Linked DNA regions of Pan troglodytes: regions 1, 2 and 4 are each linked to region 3. A link is a contact called in public Hi-C and HiChIP or PLAC-seq data. All regions are on one chromosome and are shown on one strand. The core of a region is the stretch at or near the end of the contact, and the rest is flanking DNA. Distances in the headings are between cores, read along the strand shown.

Region 1 (4,944 bases), core at 1,695-4,194, 1.0 Mb before region 3:
TTTAATACAGGAAAGGCAGCAGTTTTGGGAATGTGCTAGAGAGGACTATGAGAATAATTTTGGTGATATTAACTTGGAGAACCCAGCAGAATCTGTAAGTTGGAAATATGAATCTGGAGTTTGGGAGAGAGGTTGCAGTCAGGGATTCTGATTGAGGTTGCATCGGGGTGGTTGAAACCCTGGAAGTGGATGAGAGGGATGAGTAAGGTCAAGTATGAGGGATGCTCAGAGAAGCAAGCCATGGATTAAATTCTGGGGAGATCCAAGATAAGGGGTGAGGAGAAGGGGAGAAACTAATGAAGGGGACCCAAAGAAAGGAGTGAGCAAGTGGGAGGAGGACAGGAAGACAGATAGATAGATAGACAGATAGATAGAAAGAGAAGACAGAAGAGAGAGAGAGGAGAAAGAGAGAAACGGAGAGAGATAAAGAGAGGAGAAAGAGAAGAAAAAGATAGAGAAAGAGGCAAAAGAGAGAAAGAAGAGAAAGATTTATTTTAAGGAATTGGCTCACTTGATTTTAAGGTCTAGCAAGTTTGAAATTTGAAGGGCAGGCTGCTAGGCTAAAAATTCAGGCAGGATTTGAAGCTTCTCTCTCCCTGTTTCTCTCTCTCTTTAGGCAGGGTCTCACTCTATTAGCCTGGTCTCACTCTATTAGGCTGGAGGGAAGTGGTGCAATCACTGCTCACTGCAGCCTCGACCTCCTGAGCTAGAGTGATCCTCCTGCTTCAGCCTCCCAAATAGCTGGGACTACAGGTACAGGCCACTGTGCTGGCTAATTAATTTTTTTTTTCTTTATAGAAAGGGTTTTGACAAGCAATGGGTAAAGAATTTCCTAAATGGTGATGGGATAACTGGCTAGTCATATGCAGAAGATTGAAACTGGACCTCTACCTTACAGTTTATACAAAGTTAACTAAAGATGTATTAAAGACTTAATTGTAAAACCCAAAACTATAAAATCCCTGCAAGACAACCTAGGCAATACCATTCAGGACATAGGCATGGGCAAAGATTTCACGACAAAGATGCCAAAAGCAAAAATTGACAACTGGGATCTAATTAAACTAAAGAGCTTCTGAACAGCAAAAGAAACTATCAACAGAGTAAACAGACAGCCTACAGAATGGGAAAACAATTTTGCAAACTGTGATCTAACAAAGATCTAATATCCAGCATCTTATAAGGAACTTATATTTACAAGAAAAAACCAAACAACCCCATTAAAAAGTGAGCAAGGGACATGAACAGACACTTTTCAAAAGAAGACATATATGTGGACAACATTCATATAAAAAAAGCTCAACATCACTGATTATCAGATAAATGCAAATCAAAACCACAATGAAATACCATCTAACACCGGTCAGAATGGCTATTACTAAAAAGTCAAAAAATAACAGATGCTGGAGAAGTTGTGGAGAAAAAGGAACACTTTTACACTGTTGGTGGGAGTGTAAATTAGTTCAGCTATTGTGGAAGACAGTGTGGTGATTCCTCAAAGACCTAAAGACAGAAATACTGTTTGACCCAACAATCGTATGACTGGGTATACACCCAAAGGAATATAAATAATTCTATTATAAAGACACATGCACACACATGTTCACTGCAGCACTATTCACAACGGCAAATATATGGAATCAATCTAAATGCCCATCAATGATAGGCTGGATAAAAAAATATGGTACATATATACCATAGAATACTATGCAGCCATAAAAAAGAATGAGATCATGTCTTTTGCAGGGACATGGATGTAGCTGGAGGCCATTATCCTTAGCAAACTAACACAAGAACAGAAAACCAAACACTGCATGTTCTCACTTATAAGTGGGAGATAAATGATGAGAACACATGGACGCATAGAGGGGAACAGCACACACTGGTGCCTTTTGGAGGGTGGAGGGTAGGAGAAGGGTGAGGATCAAGAAAAACAACTAATGAGCACTAGGCTTAATACCTGGGTGACAAAATACTCTGTACAACAAACACCCATGACACAAGTTTACCTATGTAACAAACTGAACTTAAAAGTTAAAAAAAAAAAAAAGAGGTTCTTATTATGTTGCCCAGGCTGATCTCAAACTTCTGGACTCAAGTGAACTTCCACCTTGGCCTCCCAAAGTGCCCGGCCTTAGATATTCATACATTTATTTATTTTTAGAGATGTGGTGGGGGTGTGGGGGTCTCTCTCTGTCACCTGGGCTGGAGTGCAGTGGCCCCATCATAGCTCACTGAAGCCTTGAACTCCTGGACTCAAGCAATCCTCCCACCTAAGCCTGCCGAGTAGCTGGGACTACAGGAGTGCACTACCATGCCGGGCAAACACACTGATTTTAAGTACAACTGTGTGCTTTCAGTCTTAAGATCTTCAGCTTTTGAAGGACCTCAGCCTTCCTCTAGTTCTAACTCCTCTCGTTCTAAGGAGATCCTTCCCATTCCTGCAGAACGTCTCCCCAACCCTTCTTCACAGTTCTCCCTCCTATCCCTGAACCATTGCAAGAGGTTTTGTGCCAAGCCTCTGGCACATGGCACATTCTATCTCATGTTGTGATTTCGTTTTCTATGCACGTGCTGTCCTTCTAGCCTGGAGGTGAGCTGCTTAAGGGCAAAGAGCTCATGTGTAGCCCTTCCTTGTACCCATTGTCCTATAGCAGGTGCTACCTAGGGGGTGCTCCAGTAGCTTCCTTGAATGAACCAAAGAGAAGGGGTGAAGGGGGGAGTCAGTTGCCTAGGAGCTTGCATGGACTCCTGTGTCCTGGAACCAGCCTGTGTCCTGGAACCAGCCCGGAGCTGCTGGAAGATGCTAGAAGTTGGAATCCTATCTCATTTCTAAACATCTGCTCCCACTCATCTCTTTCCAGGGTCATCAGTTATCCCCACTCCGCCCCCCCGCCCCCACTTTGTATAAATGAGCCCCTCACATCCCTCCATCTTCTCCATCACTGTGTGGTCACTTCTTAAATCACGCGTCTGGAAGGCGCCCTCCTGTACCCCATCCTGGAGGCTTCCTGCACTTCCCCTCTTGTTTCTTCCAGAAATGAGTCAGAGTGAAAGCAAACTTTCTGAGGTCCTGAGATCCCGGAGACAGGCTGTGAGGGCCGCTGGCCCCGCCCGCTCCAGCAGCGTGTGTGTGTGTGTCTGTGTGTGTGTGTGTGTGTGTGCGCGCGCGCGCGTCAGGGGCCAATGCTGGAAAGGAAATAGCGGACTCGCTGAGGAGAAGAAAGGAGCCGCCCCCTTCGTCGCCAGCCCCCTCCCCACTTCCCGTCCAGCGCGCTGCTCCCTTCCCCCCGCCTCTGGCCTCGGGGAACGAGCAGGAGGCAGCCCAGGCGGAGCGGGAGGAGCTGGCAGCGGGGCGCATGCCAGGCGGGGGTCCTCAGGGCGCCCCAGCCGCCGCCGGCGGCGGCGGCGTGAGCCACCGCGCAGGTAGGGGAGCTGCCACAGAGTCCTAGCACGTCCTGGGGGGGTCCTGGCAAGGAGGGCGCGCTCTGGCCCCCAGAAAGTCGTGTAGGTCAGGGCATGCCTCTGTTAACAACCCCTTTCGAGGTGAGGGAAACTGAGGCAGGACGCGAGGCGTGCGAGGTTGAGAGAAGAGCGAGTCTTGGGCTGCCAGCCCGGCACCAGCGCCGAGCCGGGCCAGGTCCCTGACCCAGGACTGTGCAGCGATCCCCGGGACCCGCAGTTTGCGAAACTGTAGGAGTCTGACCCGCGCCCCCGCTGCGTGTCCAGGTGACCGGGAAAGGTTGCAGGGGCGTGCTTGGGGTTTGGATCCGTCCTGGGACACCTGCGCCGCCTGCACTGTCGTTGCGGTGCGCCCCAGCCTGCGCCCCCTCGGGACAGGCGACGTCCCGCCCGCCTTAACCCCAAGACCCAGCTGGATCTCGGGTTCCACCCCTTCGGGGACCTGGAGGGAGGAGGCTGGGAGCGGGACCAGGAACCGGTGCCTGTGCCTTCCCTAGGGGCTGCTCTGAAATCAGTGTCACCGCCCACTTCCTACTTGGCTACAGTAACGGGGACGGCCCAAACCGGAGACTGCTCGGTTTCCACCGCCTGGAGCGCGGGTCTCGCTGTCAACTCTTAGTGATGATTGTGGATGGTTGTTTTTCAACAATGACAGGACTTCTACCTTCTCACTCTTAAAATGTGAGGTTTTCCAAAGACAGTGAGATTTGGAGTTAGGGAGTGCTGCCTTGTGTTCTTGCTGGGTGAGGACAGGGTTGGGTCAGTCGCTTAACCTCTCAGAGCCTCAGTCTCCTGAAATGTAAAAGAGAACACTCATAGCCTGGCCTCCATGTGTCGTTAGGTTTGTTGTATGGGAAATCAATTTGCAAAGTGTTATCAACTGGACAAATTTGAATTGGACAGCACTAGGAGCATAGGAACTGGGGTTTGGAGACAGTCTGCCTGCATGTCAATCCTGGACATGCAGGAGACTATGACAGTACCTGCTTCATAGGGTTGTTATGCAGTTTAACTGTGATGGTGGAAGTGAAGCACCTCGCCCAATGCCTGAAATACCCAGTGCACTCTCAAAAAACCTTAGTTGCTATTTTTCCTAGGCAAAATCTAAATAATTGGGAGTAATGTGAGAATACCAGTTTGATTTGATTAATGCAGGAATAATAGGGCATTTAAAAACACATGTAGTTCTCCTGTGCTCGGCATGGTACATGAAGTCCTCTGAGGTTCAGTTCTGTGCCACAGAGCAAAAAGAGCCGTGGACAAGACACCCGCTTTTCGGGCTCTTTGACTTTGAGCCTGTTTTCTCATCTGTTTACAAAAAAGATTAAACAAAAATGGGGGTAGTAATTACTGCCTTTTGTACTGATCGCATTGCCTGAGGATTAAATGAGGCAAAAGATCTGAAAGCACCTTGTGGAGTATGAGTCACTATGCACGTATAAGACATGATAGTACTAGGAGGGAATGGTAACATCTGCAGGT
Region 2 (4,854 bases), core at 804-3,303, 580 kb before region 3:
ACCCTCTAATCATTCTCCAGTTATGCCCTCTTTTCTGAGCTTTGATTCTGCTGGACATTTCCATCACGACTGTTACTGAACTGAACCACCTGGGGCAGCAAAGTCAAACACTGACATTGGGATTTGCAGGGAGACAACATGAGGCATTTATTGCAGAACATCAGGTGAGGAGAATCAGATAGCTCATGCTTAAGACTCCAACTCCCAGATGGCTTATGAATAAGAGTTTTTTGTTTGTTTGTTTGTTTGTTTGTTTGTTTTTTTGACAGAGTTTTGCTCTTGTTGCCCAGGCTGTGGAGTTCAGTGGTGTGATCTCGGCTCACTGCAACCTCCAGTTCCCAGGTTCAAGTGATTCTCCTGCCTCAGCCTCCCAAGTAGCTGGGATTACAGGCACCCACCACCACGCCAGGCTAATTTTTGTATTTTTAGCAGAGATGGGGTTTCACCATGTTGGCCAGGCTGGTCTCGAACTCCTGATCTCATGATCCACCTGCCTCAGCCTCCCAAAGTGCTGGGATTACAGACGTGAGCCACCGCACCCGGCCATGAATAAGAATTTTTAAGGACAGGGAGGCAGAGATTGTGAGCAAAGTTGTAAATCAATATATGGAGGGTATACATTGGTTTGACCTAAAAAGAAAGGATACCTCAAAGTAGGGATCCACAGGCTAAGGGGAGATTAATAGTTGATATTGCTAGTGTGGCGCTTCCAATTAGGTACATGAGTAGGTGGCCTGCAGTAATGTTAGCAGTTAGACGGTGGATTTAACTATTTTATGAATTGCAATTGGTTAAGGAAGAAAAGCTTTGTTTAAAAATTTGGGGTCAGTAGGAAGATGCGTTAGGTCTGGCTCCTGGGTGTAACCTCCTCCAGGCCCCTCAGGAAGAACCCAGTTTCCCTCATCTGAAGTCTCTGTGCCAGCCGGCCACATCTTTCATGTGGTGGGGGTCCAGGTTTCTGAAAAACAACTCAAGGACATGTTAAGATGCTATTTTTAGTTTCTATAGGGAACCAAATATTTTGCGACTAACTTTCTTGGCGATTGTTTTAAGCTACTACTACCTTCTTATTTCTCAGGTTGCTCACTTACTTCTCAAGGATAAGGTGCCTTGAATTTCCCATGAAGGAACTCAAGATTTTCCTTTATTTCCAAGCTTGGTGGGGCATGCCCAGCAGGCCCCTAAGAGGAGTCTCTGTTCCATCTCACTGCCTCATAGACGTCTCAAGCACATTATGTCTAAAACCAACCTCATTTTTGTTTTTTTTTCCTCACAATCTGCCTACCATTCATCTGTTCCTTACCTTGGTTCTCGGCATTTCCGTTTTCCAGGAGATACTAACTGGAACCCTCTCGATTACCTTTTGTTTCTTCTTCCTCATCTCATATTCAATCAGTCAAGTCCTAGTGCCTTTAGCAGTTGAAGTTTTTATCTCTCATTCTGTCTACTCTGTAGTTCAGATTCTTATCTTCTCTTACTTGAGCAATCATGGTAAGTTTCTAATTGGTTTCCCTGTCTCTAAATTTCTGTTCATCTAAATTCATGGCCAAAGTTATCTTTCTAAACCAATGATCAGATCAGGCTCAAAAACCTCCAGTGATTTTTCTATTGGCTAAAGAATACTTGTTTTATTACAGAACAATTATTATCTGTCATCAAACTATACTTTCAGATTCATCTTGAATACCTCCTTTCTGTTTTTCTTTTTCTTTTTTTTTCTGAGACAGAGTCTTGCTTTGTCACCTAGGCTGGAGTGCAGTGGTGCCATCTTGGCTCACTTCAACCTCTGCCTCCCTGGTTGAAGTGATTCTCCTGCCTCAGCCTCCTGAGTAGCTGGGACTACAGGTGCATGCCACCACGCCCAGCTAATTTTTTTTGTATTTTTAGTAGAGACTGGGTTTCACCATGTTAGCCAGGATGGCCTTGATCTCCTGACCTCATTATCCATCTCCCTCAGCCTTCCAAAGGGCTGGGATTACAGGCGTGAATCACCGCGCCAAGCCGAATACCTCCTTTCAATTGCTCTGGATGACTCTGCATTCCTAACTTTCCATCTGTTTTCACAGGGACCTTTGTTCATAGCTGTGAACCATAGCCTTGAATCTTGGTCTTTACCCACATAAATTATGCTCATTTGTTAAGAGTGTGTGGGAAGACAATCAAGTAAGAGCCCTAGGTGTTTGGCCTGAGGAAGTGGGCAAATGGTAAAACTATTGGCTGAGACGGAGAAGGTTTTAGTGAAGAGAAGATACTTGTGCAGAGGTTGCGGGGGGCAGGTGGGAGTGAGGGGGAGTATCTGTAGTTTGGCCATGTTGAGTGTGAGACATTGATTAGACATGCAAACAGAGATGCTGAGTAGGCAGTATGAGTTTAAATTGAATTGCGGCTGGGCGTGGTGGCTCACGCCTATAACCCCAGCACTTTTGCAGGTCAAAATGAAAGAACTGCTTGCAGCCAGAAATTTGAGACCAGACTGAGCAACATAGCGAGATTCTGTCTCTAAAAAAAAAAAAAATAATAATAATAGAAAAGAAAAAAAAAAAAGGAAATACCTGGGCATGGTGATGCATGCCTGTAGTCCCAGCTACTTGGGAGGTTGAAGTGGGAGGATCACTGGACCCCGGAAGTTTGAGACCACAGTGAGTTATGATTGTGCCACTGTACTCTAGGCTGAGTGACAGAGCAAGAACCTGTCTCAAAAATAAATAAATAAATAGATCTGGGGAGTTTTATAGATTATATATATAGATTAAAGTCACAGAACTATGTAAGACCAAATAAGGATAGAAGAGTATTTAACAGAGAGAGAAAGCCAATGAACACAGCTATGGCCACTCTAACATTTAGAAGTCTGTAGGGGAGGCAAATCCAACAAATGACCTTGAAAAGGCACAATTGACAAGGTTAAGAGGAAAACCAAGTGGGTTTGTAGAGTTCTAGAGAAGAAAACCTTCAAAGAAAGAGCAGTGATCGACCAGGTTAGATGCTTCAGGGAGCTTGAATAAGATGAGATAATGTACTGACTACTGACCTCAGCTAAACATAGGTCATCAATGACTTTGGTAGGAGCAGAATCAGTGGGAAAGTGGGACAAAGCAGGGGTTAGGGTGCTGGTAATCTGGCTCTCCAAAACACAAAAACAAAATCCTGATTTATAGCATTTGCCAATTTCCATGAAATAAATATTCCCAAAGAGCTGGTTTCAAGCTAACAACATGACATCACTGAACCCAAAAATGGGAAGAGATGCCGCAATAGGTTCTTGCCAGCAGCTCCAGCACACGTGGGACTGAAGCCTGACTCTGTGGACACAGGACAGGAGAGGCAGTCATGGGAGGCAGCAAGAATTAACCACCTTTGGGAGGAGTTTTGATCAAGGGTCAGTAAGCTTTCAAATGATTTGCACAAATCAACTTAATCCTAACAACAGCCCTCCAAGGTACTTACTAATATCTCCCTTCTATGGGTGAGAAGACTTAAACTTATGGATCACTACGCAAAAGGAGGATACGTTGGATTCCCTCAGTCCAGATATCAAACCAAGTAATGTTAACAGGAAATAGAAACATCTTTCTTCCCTTTTCTTGGTGTCTTGTGATAAAAATAAAGCAACTTTTAGCTAATGCTCAAGCTAATCCTTTTCTCCTTCTATTATTATTCACTGTTTAGATAGACACAGAAAGAAGACATCAACAGAAGTAGCTCGTGTTTAACATGATGGAATTCTCATAGGCAGTCCTTAAAGCAGTGTGAGCTGATGAGCATCACACTGTTAATTTGTGAATTGTTTAATTGGTACTTGGCAACAAAGTCCATCTTTGACAAGGCTGCAACTTCCTGAACATTTATATTTAGGATCCTCCTTCTTTCTACATTATTTTCTCTCCCTCTAAGCACTTCCAGTCTTCAACCTAGACACCCAGTACTTTTGCTGCAGTCTGATTTCTCATATATCTATCCTTGTTGTCTAGGAAGCCTGAAGACCCACCTGGAATGTGAATAAGGTAAGTCCCTTCCTAAAATGTCAGTGATGTTGGATTTTTGTCTGGTGTTGTTGGACCTAAGGAAAAATTCATGGAAATACAAGAAGGTGTTGGTCGATTCAGTTCTTCCTTGTGTCTGGGGTTTCCGGAGGAGGAGGAGGAAAAGGAGGAGACAGAGGAGGAGGAGGTAGGAGGTGCTTCTCTTCCTCTGGGTCACAACCTTCACATTCCCTTGCATAGATGGGAAACCTGAGCAAAATACTCCCAAAATAAATAAAAATTAATATATTATTTAAGAACCAATATATCAAAACATCCACTTAAATAACTATCTTTCTTTTTAGAGTTTTCAGGTGATGGCAGCCTTATTTTAGGGAGCCTAATTCCTCTTCTGAAATTGTCATCAGATCCAATTTTCATACCACCTGTGAGTACCAATCTCATCTAGATGGTCACCTCCTTTTTTGACTTGAGGGTATATTGTTCATATTGATCACCTTCCTAATAGTAATAATAGCTATGCAATATTTTCAGACCCTGTCTTAAGCATTTTAAATGTATTACTTTATTTAATTCTGTGACAGTCTTATGGCAGCAATCCTATGACAAAAGTAATCAGTCAGAAAAATGGAAACCTTGTTAAGTGTTCTAAACAGATTGTGATTTAATATAAGGAATTTCCAATTGAGAAGGACTAGAGAACAAAATGTTAAGAAAGGCCACCACTAACTTTCAGGTTCACCATGTGGCCTGAGGAATCAGGAAATTGCTGCTACTGCTCATGTTAGGAAATTACAAGAAGCCTTCACCAATGGTCATAATCAACCTACAGCACAAAGGTGAGCGGGTTTAAGGGGAGTGCCTTGAGGTC
Region 3 (5,081 bases), core at 2,207-4,706:
AAACAGAAAGAAAAAAAAAAGCAGCTTTTCAATTAACAATACCCTAGTCTAAATTTTCTTCAAATTCAGTGTGTCTTTAAAAGGATTTGTAATCCTAAACTACCACCATAAATTGATCAGAAGTTCAAAAACTCAATGCCTTCCTCAATCTCAAAAAATAACCCTGCATTTACCAATTATGGTTGGGGGCAAGGGGCTGTATCCACATAAACACATAGTTCTTCGCAAAGTATGCAGGAAACACAATCCCTTTAAACTAGTTTCGATGCCCAAACACAGTGCTTTTAAACCAGTTTCAATTACCAAACAACTGGTTTTTCAGGGTAGCTAGTATTTCCTTACTTTCAGAAATAGACTGCTAATTTCAAAATAATAACCCGCTTCTCCTTTGCCTCAGGTAAAAAGATCCCCAAGGTGGACAAGTGTTTACTAAGCTCAGGTATCAAGGAACCCTTCAAAACACCATCCCAGTCTTGGGGGGGGGTGAGGGGGAGAAAAAAAAAACACCTTCCAAATCCATATTACACAGCTTTAACTACAGTAAGCATCATAGAAGCCAAATCATGATCTGATAATTCCCTTATTAGACTAATAGTTACATTCCGTACAATTAAAGCTCTTTGAGAAAATCTATGATTTAAAAACATAAAAAGCATTTAATGAAAAACATATACTTAAAGCAACTGGGTAAAATCTGTGGCCCATACTAAAAGCCAGAAGCTCCACCCCCATACCTGTGATCTAGCTCTTGCTTTATTTTCCGGATCAAGTGCTTACACTGCTTCTTATCCAAGTTCATTTCACCCCATCTATAGGTAGAATGTGGGTACTGATAAAAGCTGTTTCTGATTTCATTTCCTACTTCCCAGATGTTTGCTCTGTAGTTTTTCTTCTTTTTCCTTCAGCTATTTATGAATACACTCTAATTTAGAACAAATTCAATATGTCTTATTTTAAGCTGGGCAAGGCACACAATAAATGAGAGCTACAAAGATAATTTCAAGATATTTACCCAGCGTATAAATAAGTTTGCCTACCTAGGCAAGATTTGGACAGGCTGCCATGATCTTGCTTTAGAATAAAAGTGCTTAAAAAAACATAACTGGGAGCCTGCTGCTGCTGCTGCTGCTGTTACTGCTGAAACTACGGGCTACTGTGCTTGTCATAAAAGAGCTTGTGCTTAGAAATGAAAAAATCAAACATCCTCTGGGGAGATGTCCCTAACACAATCCCTGGTATGAATCATGCAGATACTTTAACTGCATCTCTTCCCAAAATGGATCAATGGAATCTTTTAGGAAGAATCAATGTGATTTATACCCAAAACTTAAGAAAGACTGCATTTTTCTCATGAATAATACTCTCTTATAACTCTGAATCAAGCAGTGAAATTCAATCAAGCGGTAAACATCTTTTAACTGGAAATATTGTCTAAACAGAATGACAAAACTAACAGAACTCTGAATTCTTTAAATAAGTCCAAACATGAAACAGGCATTCTTAAATGATGTAACTAAATACAGTAACCAAGTTGTCTCTTGAAATTCAACTTTGGGAATGCCAAAAATAATAGGCCACCTCTCAATATCCGCAAAAATATCGGTATGTGTAGGTTTTCTAGGAAAGTAATAAAAAGCAACAGTTTGGGAGATCTTTTTTCTTCAATTACTAATTGTAACACTAGAAAAATTACAACCTAGGCTGCACACAAACGCAACTCAAATGGGCAGTTTACTAAATGTCTGTCATAAGAAAGCCATCTAGTGTTAACGTTTAGAATGGAGACTGCAGACAAAAGAGGCAAAGAAAAGAAAAATCTGTGCGACTATTTTGAACTTACTGGGCAAAGACATGAGAATCACCAAGATTCTTTGAGGGTTTTTTTCCTTGTTTTTTTTTAAAAAAGCCATCCTTGTCAAAACCCAGTCTCAATCTAACCAAAATCCAAAATGTCTACAATTTTGTTTTGACCAAAATCATGTTTTGGTGAGCACAATTGCGTAACCAATGCACTTGATTTTTTCTAATACTCAGGCCAGAGTCATCTTGGGCTGAATTAATTTAACTCAAGCAGGTTAATGATGACAAATATCTCCCACAGGGGTAATGCCAAGTTGTTCTCTCTTTCCGAGAAGCCTCGGCTCTCTCTTGCAGATGATGAGCCGAAATTGATTCTTTGGGTTTGCTGCACGGCTGAAAATTAATCTGTAGGTGTTCCTAGGGATATTCCCAGGACGTGGGCAAACTACCCTCACTGACACGGGAAGACCCGGAGAGGCCCAGGAGCTGGCAAAGTGGGAAGAAAGGTCGCGGCGAGTGAGAAGAGCGCTCGCCGGAGGCTCACGGTCTTACAAAGAGGGATCCGTCCCGGTGAGGGCGCGCGCTCCGGGCGCACCCCCTCTAGAAGGGGAATGAGCCCCGCAGCAAGTTCGGCGTCAGCCGGCCAAGCGCGCCGGGGAAGCTGCGTCGGGCAACCGCGAGCCCTTCCAGAGAGCGTTAGTCAGAGCGGAGTTCTGGGCACCTGGAGGAGATCCTCCTCAGTGCCTGTGTCGCCGAGACGGGAATAACCTTTCAGCCGATCGATAACTTGGAGAGAACAGGCGGCGGCGGCTCCTCTTCCAGCCGGGGATCGGGAGCGCGGGCGCATCTGCGTCTACAAGCCGGACCCTGCGCCGCGCCCCTCGCACCCCTCGCCGCCGTCAGCCCCCCAAAGCGCCCCGAAGGGCATCCCCTTCCCCTTCGGGACAGTCCCCGCCTGGCCGCAGGCATCCCGAACCGACCCTCGCCACGCTGCCCGTCGGATTCCCCGACACGAACCTTCGCAACGCCGTCCGCCGGGACCTGCTACAGCCTGTGCGCCCCGGGCGGCGCGTACCCGGGCTGCCGCCTCGCCGCCCGCCGTTGCCCCGGGCTGCCCATCGGCCCGGACTCTCCCCGCGCCGGGCTCCGGCGGAGGCGGCCCGGACCCGCCGGCTGCGGCTGGAGCTCTCGGCCTGCGCTCGGGCGGCCGGCGGGGGCGCGGTGCTCCTCCTCCGTCCTCCTCCTCCTCTCGCTCCGCCAGCTCCTCCCGGGCTCCCAGTCTGCCGCGCCGGCTCCCGATGCCACCGCCCGCCCGCCCAGCGGCACCGCCCCCCGCCCGCTCTGCGGGCTCCCATTGGTAGCTGCCTGCAGGCCCCCTCGGCCCCGCCCCACGATTGGGCGCGGACGCCGTCAGTCTCACCGTCCGCCCGGCTCCGGGCGCAGCCGGTGCGCTGTTCCCAGGCCCCGCGGCGCGCGGGAGCTGCGCGTCCAGGAGGGGCCCGGACGCCCTTCTTGGGGAGGGGGCTGCGGGGCGCATCATGAGCCGCGCTGGGCGAGCTCGAGGGCCGGGCAGCCTACCTGGACCCCGGCTTCTAGAGAGCCGTCGCCGTCCTTGTCGGGACTCGCTTTCGCCCCTCTGAGGAATAAGTTAAAAACCGCGAGTCTGGTTCTGAGCCGCCCCCTGGCGCAGGCGCGACCCCACCCGGCCCTCCCGTCTCCCAACTTGGGACAGACGCGGCGGCCGGGCGGTCGGATCCGTGAGCCTCGGCCGTTGGGGCTACATACACAGCCCAGGACGCCACAGAATCGCCGAGGCCCCGCGAACGCCCAAACGGCCGCAAGTCGAAGTGATCCCATCTGAAGAAGACAGCGCGAGGAAGCGAGACCCTGCTGTGTGCCGGCCCCCGGAGGGCGCCCCGGGCCCTGTGGGTCGGAGGGTGGGGAAGCACAGAGAAACACGCAGGCAGTAAAACGTTAGGAGGACAGGGGGTGCCAGCGTGCAGGAAATGCTGCTAAGAGACCTTTAGGAGCCAGGGGGAAAACGGAGAGATTGGCAGTTCCAGGCACCCACATCCCAGCGCGGTCCGCTCACCCCTTCCTCCCTGCCCTCCAGGCAGCGCTCAGCCCACGGTAGAAATGTCTTGCATCTTTTTTCTGACGAGGAAGAATTGAACTTTTTATACCCAACTTTTCTGCTTTCTTAGAAATGTTGACTCACCTGTGAGGAAGCATTATTTGAAACTATTATTGTAAATTGCTTGACATTTGAATTAGATGCTGAAAGATTAAAGGGTCTCAGAAGAATCTTTTAAGCTAGACTGGAATTGACTCTGCCTAAATGGACAGCAACAGTCATCTATACGCAGGAATAATAAAGCAGGTGGAGGCAGCCTCTAACTTACCTTCCAGCCACACCGTAGAATTTCCTGAGCAGGCTTTTTTGTCAGAGTTTTGAGCTGGGTTCCCTGAGACTGGATTGGGGCTTTCAGTTTCTCCCCTTCTAGAGTCAGACTTCTTCCTGAAGAAAAAGTGTTCTCTCTACTTCCCTATCACAAACACTTCCTAGAACACAGCCCTGTTAAAAGGTAAATAGAGGCGGTCCTTCCCACACTATATTTCTCTGTGATCTGAAGCATGTACACATTATACAATCTTTCGTATCTTTTTAAATTATAGGTATAATCTGTGGGATTAGGTATAACTAAACAGGTCAAGAAGCAATCCTGTGACATAATACAATTCCTGAGCACTCCAGGTTTTGATGAGTTTCCCAATTGTCACCCCATTATCAGCATTTACAAGATTGTCATGTATTCATTTAACAAACATTTATGAAGCCGGGCGCGGTGGCTCAAGCCTGTAATCCCAGCACTTTGGGAGGCTGAGGCGGGAGGATCACAAGGTCAGGAGATCAGGATCTTCCTGGCTAACACGGTGAAACCCAGTCTCTACTAAAAATACAAAAAATAGCCGGGCGTGGTGGCAGGCGCCTGTGGTGGCAGGCGCCTGTAGTCCCAGCTACTCGGGTGGCTGAGGCAAGAGGATGGTGTGAACCCGGGATGTGGAGCTCGCAGTGAGCCGGGATCATGCCACTGCACGCCAGCCTGGGTGACAGAGTGAGACTCCGTCTCAAAAAACAAAACAAAACAAAAACAAAAACAGATTTATGGAGATCCTCTGATGTTCCAGACCATGCTAGGTGCTGGGAATATAAAATGCACAGGACATAAGGCTCGGCTTTTCAAGAGCTCACCAACTCACAGGTGTATCCTCATACGTTG
Region 4 (5,270 bases), core at 2,684-5,183, 700 kb before region 3:
ATCATCACCATTCATCTCCAGAACTTTCTTATCTTTGCTAGCTGAAACTCTGTCCCCATTAAACACTAAGTCCCCATCCTCCCCTCTCCCAGCCCCTGGCAACCTCCGTTCTCCTTTCTGGCTCTATGCATTTGACTCCTCTGGGTATCTCATGTAAGTAGAATCATACAGTATTTGCCCTTTTGTGTCTGTCTTATTTCACTTAGTGTAACGTCCTTAAGGTTTGTCTGTGTTGCAGCATGTGTCCGAACTTCCTTCCTTCTTAAGGCTGAATAACATTCCACTGTGTGAATGAACCACATCTTCATCCGTTCATCCATAGATGGACATTTGGGTTGCTTCCCGCATTTGGCTATTGTGAACGATGCTTCTATGACCACTGGTGCATAGGAATAATTTTTTAGTGTAAATATGTCCCATGTAATTTTAGTACATACTTTTATACTAAAAAATTATTCATTGTTTATCTGATGTTCAAGTTAACTGGGCAAGTTGTGTTTTATTTTATTGGGTAATGCTACCTGGTTGAGAACCACTGCCCTAGGACTGAACTGCTATTTTTTTTTTTTTTTTGAGATGGAGTCTTGCTCTGTCACCCAGGCTGGAGTGCAGTGGCGTGATCTCGGCTCACTGCAGCCTCCACCTCCTGGGTTCAAGCGATTCCCCTGCCTCAGCCTCCCAAGTAGCTGGGACTACAGGCATGCGCCACCAAGCCTGGCTAATTTTTTCTTTTTTTTGTATTTTAGTAGAGACGGGGTTTCACCATGTGGGCCAGGGTAGTCTCGATCTCCTGACCTCGTGATCTGCCCGCCTCGGCCTCCCAAAGTGCTGGGATTACAGGCGTGAGCCACTGCACCCGGCCAGCTGGACTGCTTTCTTTGCTTGGGCACTGGCTCAGGGCTCCAAGGACCGTGGTCATACCTTCCCATGCAACTTACATATGACTTCCAAGACTTCCAGCACAGTGAAGAGCACGTGGAAAAATGTGGGCACCATAACATCTACATACCCTAAATTTGTCAGTCAGCTTCAATTTGTTCTCAGTTTGGGAAGGGTGATAGAGATACTGACCCTTCCTTTTGACCTGCCTCTTTTCCATTTTATTCTGGTAAATTCACGCTTATTACAGCACTTACAGAGCAAATCATATTATGATTATAATTTTATGATATCATACTTTTATATTATGAATATATTTATAATATGTGAAATTATGATTGGATTCTTCAAAAAGTCAACTTAGAGAAACAAGTTGGGATCCTCACTGGCTACTTGTGTCCTATTTCAAATTATTTCTATTTGCCCTTTCTGCTCCTCTCCCCAGCTTTATTGAGGTATGCTGGACAAATAAAAATTGTAATTATTTACAGTATACAATGTGATGATTTGATGTATGCATATGTTGTGTAATGATTACCACAATCCAGCTAACTAACATGTCTATCACCTCACTAGTTACCTTTTTTTTTTTTTTTTTGGAGTGTGATGAGAACCCTTGAGATCTACTCTTTGGGCAGTTTTCAAGTATATGACACATTGTTATTACATAGAGTCACCATGCTGTGCAATAGATCTCCAGAATTTATTCATCTTGCATAACTGAAACTTTTTACCCTTTGATCACCATCTGCCTTTTTGCTTTTTCTATCACTCAGAGAAAGCCAGTTAGTGGATAATTTCTACATGATTGAGGTTAATAGAATGCGGCCACCTAAAACTGTCCCTGAGGCTTGGGAATTTGGGTGAATCCTGATTCTGCCATGCACTTTGGGCAAGTCACATACCTTCAGTCTCAGTTTCCTCATCCGTGACTAAAGAATAGCATGAATGCCTTCTCCATGGAATCACCATGAGAGGTAAAGGAAATATTGCACTTACAGCTCCTGCTATGAAATATCTAGCATCTGACAGACATGCTCCTTGTCTTAGATGTCGAGCTGCAGAGCAGTTTTCATGGCAGAAATACAGCAATAGTTGCTAACACGTATGAACTGCTTACTGTATTCCAGGTACTAGTCTCCAGTTTTTACTTGTATTGTTGCATTTAATCCTCACACTGATCCCACGAAGCTTGTCCTAACATTATTCCCTTTCACAGATGAAGAATGCGAGGCACAGATAAGGTACATTCATCCAAGGGGGTATGTCTGGCAAGCAGCAGAGCAGGGCTTGGCATTGGGACATCCTGATTCCAGTGGGAATAGTTGTCCTAACCACTTGGCTAGATGGCTGCCTGTGGGGTGGTGCTTCTGGATGGAACACAGGGTGCACAGTGATGCATTTGGGAATCACTGAGGCAGGAGAGTGACCCCACCCAGCCCTCCAGGTCAGCCAGGATAACCCTGGAGGGCTGGAGGGGGACACGTCCTGGTGAGTGCACCCTCCCTCTGGGTTCCAGGTGAGATACCCTTACGGCCTTTTGAGCCCAGCTCCCCCAGGAAGGAAGGATGCTCTCCAGCAGGCGCTCCTCAGAGCACCTTCTGTGTTTTCACCTCACTTAGAAAATTCAACCTCTAAACATCATTGAGTGGCACTGAGAACTAAAGCCACAAACTCCCAACTTGAGAAAATGCAATATTTATACATTTAAAACAGCCAAAATGATTTTAACATACCTATACTGATTCAAAAAAGAAGTCTGAGCCAGGCGTGGTGGCTCACGCCTGCAATCCCAGCACTTTGGGAGGCCGAGGCGGGCAGATCATGAGGTCAGGACATTAAGACCATCCTGGCTAACATGGTGAAACCCCGTCTCTACTAAAAATACAAAAAAAAAAAAAAAGTTAGCTGGGTGTGGTGGCATGCGTCTGTAATCCCAACTACTCTGGAGGCTGAGGCAGGAGAATCGTTTGAACTGGGGAGGCAGAGGTTGCAGTGAGTCAAGATCACGCCACTGCACTCCAGCCTACGCAACAGAGCAAGACTCTGTTTCAAAAACAAAACAAAACAAAACAAAAAAACAACAAAAAAAAGAAATCTGTTTTCATTGAGCCCTCCTGGCAGGTAGTAAAATCTTGGACTTGAGCTCCCTGGGGCCCTGTCCTGTTGCCCTCCGTGCCCTCCCTTCCAGCTTACCCATTTACCAGGTGTTCGAGGCTGCTGCCAGTTTAAATTTTGTTTCAAAAACTGGCCTTCTCTTTCTTTTTATTCTGCAACATTCTGCCTTGGGGCCTAGAAAGGAATCCTTAGTCACTGATTGCCGTAGGCGGATATTACCTCACCCGGTATGGGCTTCCACGCTAAAGACCTCTCACAAACACTTGCACACTTTCAGACTCACCCTGTACAAGGCACGCTGACGCTGTTTCCTAGGGCTTATTCCCAAGAACACGTCTCTGCTGAGACTTGGTTTTTGTTAGGATGTGTGTGATTCCATGTGTTCCATCATGCAGAGGAGATGCTGAAAGTTAGCGCTGTGGCTTTCAAGATCCTCCTGTGGCGCCTTTGTATATGGCATAGAATGGTGCCAACTGGAGTAGCCTGAGAACCAGAAACAAGAATTCTGCTTCTGAACAGCTTCATTTTTGGGCCAGAGAATTGTTTCCACCAGAGGAGGCGTGATGGGAGCTTAGGGGCTATGTGCTCGGTTTCTGAAGTTGTACAACGGGGCATTCATTTGCATTCATTTGACAAGTCCTGCTGTGTTCCTTTACTTGTTCTCTTCTGTATTATGGGCTTAAGGGTCGCTTATTTCAACATCTCTATGTTTTCCCTGAAAGCTCAGTAATGATTGAATCACAGAATTTAAAGAGCTTGTCATATAAATACATCTAAAGTGAAAAAGATGAACTTTTTCCCCAGTGAATACAGGCAACCATCAATCAAAGGAATGCATCCTGGAAAAGAAAGGCACAGGGTAAAGCCTGCCTCCTTTGCGGGTCCCATCTGTTCTTGGGAGGACAGTCCACATGTATTGCTCCTGGGCCCTTTGTGGCCGAGCACGAACAGCTGTACATACAAAGGAGGCTGTGTGTTTGTTCATTATGTTGGAACCGGAAGTGGAAGGGGCTTTCTTGTCAAAGAAGGCACATATGAGTGCCATAGTTACGGGACAAAAATATTTCTCCTGGAAAATCTATTGAAGCCTTTGTGCGATGTTCAGCAGAGTGTGTTGGGGGTGGGTGTGAATATATCTGTGTAGGTGAAATGAGGATAATCTGGTCATGTGAACAATTCAAGGCAAGAAAAGATCCGGTGATATTGAGAATCCTGATTCTCCTTTAGAGATAGGAGTTCTCTGGCTATTCTGAAGAGTGAAGTTACTGCCCATGATGTTGCAACATACGGACATTTGCAACAATTTTTTTTTTTTTTTGAGATGGAGTCTCACTCTGTCGCCCAGGCTGGAGTGCAGTGGCATGATCTCTGCTCACTGCAACCTCCACCTCCCGGGTTCACGCCATTCTCCTGCCTCAGCCTCCTGAGTAGCTGGGATTACAGGTGCCTGCCACCATGCCTGGCTAATTTTTTGTATTTTTAGTAGAGACGGGGTTTCACCATGTTAGCCAGGCTGGTCTCGATCTCCTGACCTCGTGATCTGCCTGCCTTGGCCTCCCAAAGTGCTGGGATTACAGGCGTGAGTCACTGCGCCCGGCCTTTTTTTTTTTTTTTTTTTTTTAATGATTCTTTTGTTCCAGTTATTGACCTAGCACCAGCATTTGTCTTACGGATAAGGTGAGGGCAAAATTGCACTGGGTGTGGCAAGGTGATTCTGCACTTAGAGGTTCGTGTTTATGGTGCTACTGAGGGACTGAAGAATTCATCTGGAAACTTTTGGCTGCTCCCCTATCCTCTTCTTGCTAAATCAGAATGGCATACAGTTAAAAATACGGGCCCCAACCCGAACACAGGACTTCAAGGCTTGCTCACTGCTTGCATGATCTTAGAAAGTCACATCTGACTCCAAACCTTCGTTTCTTCATCTGAAAAACGGTGACGATGATGACAGAACTACCACCTGCATGGTGATGCTGTGCACTCAGGAAGGTTTTAGAACCACTAGAGTGGACTGGGGCTGGAATGGCTTCTGTCACAGAATTCAGAGTTCCCTTGTACTGCAGAGAGTCAAGTGCAGCTGAATGGCTGCTACCAGGGATATTACCCAGATGTTCACAGGTCATGAAATTGTGGGACAAGATGACCTCAGAGCTTCCCTCCACCGGTGACAACACATGTAACATGCCTCCTATTAAGCCTGTAATGGGGTAAATTGTATCCCCACCAATGATAAGTCCAAATCCTAACCCCTGATACCTGTGAATGTGACCATT

What was found. A called contact is a pair of places that touch in the nucleus more often than the background predicts. HiChIP or PLAC-seq counts read pairs in DNA pulled down with a chosen protein or histone mark.
Region 1: an H3K4me3 HiChIP or PLAC-seq map of stem cell-derived excitatory neurons shows a contact between it and region 3, with 7 times the contacts expected there. The contact joins the promoter of DISC1 here to the promoter of SIPA1L2 in region 3. A contact is called at or near these places in 1 of 7 Hi-C or Micro-C datasets (stem cell-derived neural progenitor cells) and 1 of 1 datasets of contacts at active chromatin or transcription factors (stem cell-derived excitatory neurons).
Region 2: a Hi-C map of stem cell-derived neural progenitor cells shows a contact between it and region 3, with 4 times the contacts expected there. The contact joins the enhancer-like site here to the promoter of SIPA1L2 in region 3. A contact is called at or near these places in 1 of 7 Hi-C or Micro-C datasets (stem cell-derived neural progenitor cells) and 1 of 1 datasets of contacts at active chromatin or transcription factors (stem cell-derived excitatory neurons).
Region 4: a Hi-C map of stem cell-derived neural progenitor cells shows a contact between it and region 3, with 4 times the contacts expected there. The contact joins the enhancer-like site here to the promoter of SIPA1L2 in region 3. A contact is called at or near these places in 1 of 7 Hi-C or Micro-C datasets (stem cell-derived neural progenitor cells) and 1 of 1 datasets of contacts at active chromatin or transcription factors (stem cell-derived excitatory neurons).

Annotation. Positions count from the first base shown.
Region 1 is chr1:17,555,447-17,560,390 of NHGRI_mPanTro3-v2.0_pri, reverse strand. It overlaps DISC1 (DISC1 scaffold protein), which reads left to right and starts at 2,944. Exons shown (of 13, transcript XM_001151459.7): 1 at 2,944-3,426. The coding sequence starts at 3,360.
Region 2 is chr1:17,131,405-17,136,258 of NHGRI_mPanTro3-v2.0_pri, reverse strand. It overlaps LOC104004784 (a long non-coding RNA gene), which reads left to right. Exons shown (of 4, transcript XR_001713321.4): 1 at 1-4,004; 2 at 4,328-4,410. Among named protein-coding and RNA genes, the nearest start is that of DISC1, 420 kb to the left of the region's middle. Within about 2 kb of position 2,053, at least 2 of the 24 cell types and tissues checked have an H3K27ac peak or open chromatin away from gene starts, as enhancers often do. A contact at or near this core is called in stem cell-derived neural progenitor cells, where this site is marked.
Region 3 is chr1:16,557,360-16,562,440 of NHGRI_mPanTro3-v2.0_pri, reverse strand. SIPA1L2 (signal induced proliferation associated 1 like 2) reads right to left here and starts at 3,456. Exons shown (of 21, transcript XM_063790534.1): 1 at 3,379-3,456.
Region 4 is chr1:17,258,209-17,263,478 of NHGRI_mPanTro3-v2.0_pri, reverse strand. All of the region lies in intron 9 of DISC1 (DISC1 scaffold protein), which reads left to right. Among named protein-coding and RNA genes, the nearest start is that of DISC1, 300 kb to the left of the region's middle. Within about 2 kb of position 3,933, at least 7 of the 24 cell types and tissues checked have an H3K27ac peak or open chromatin away from gene starts, as enhancers often do. A contact at or near this core is called in stem cell-derived excitatory neurons and stem cell-derived neural progenitor cells, where this site is marked.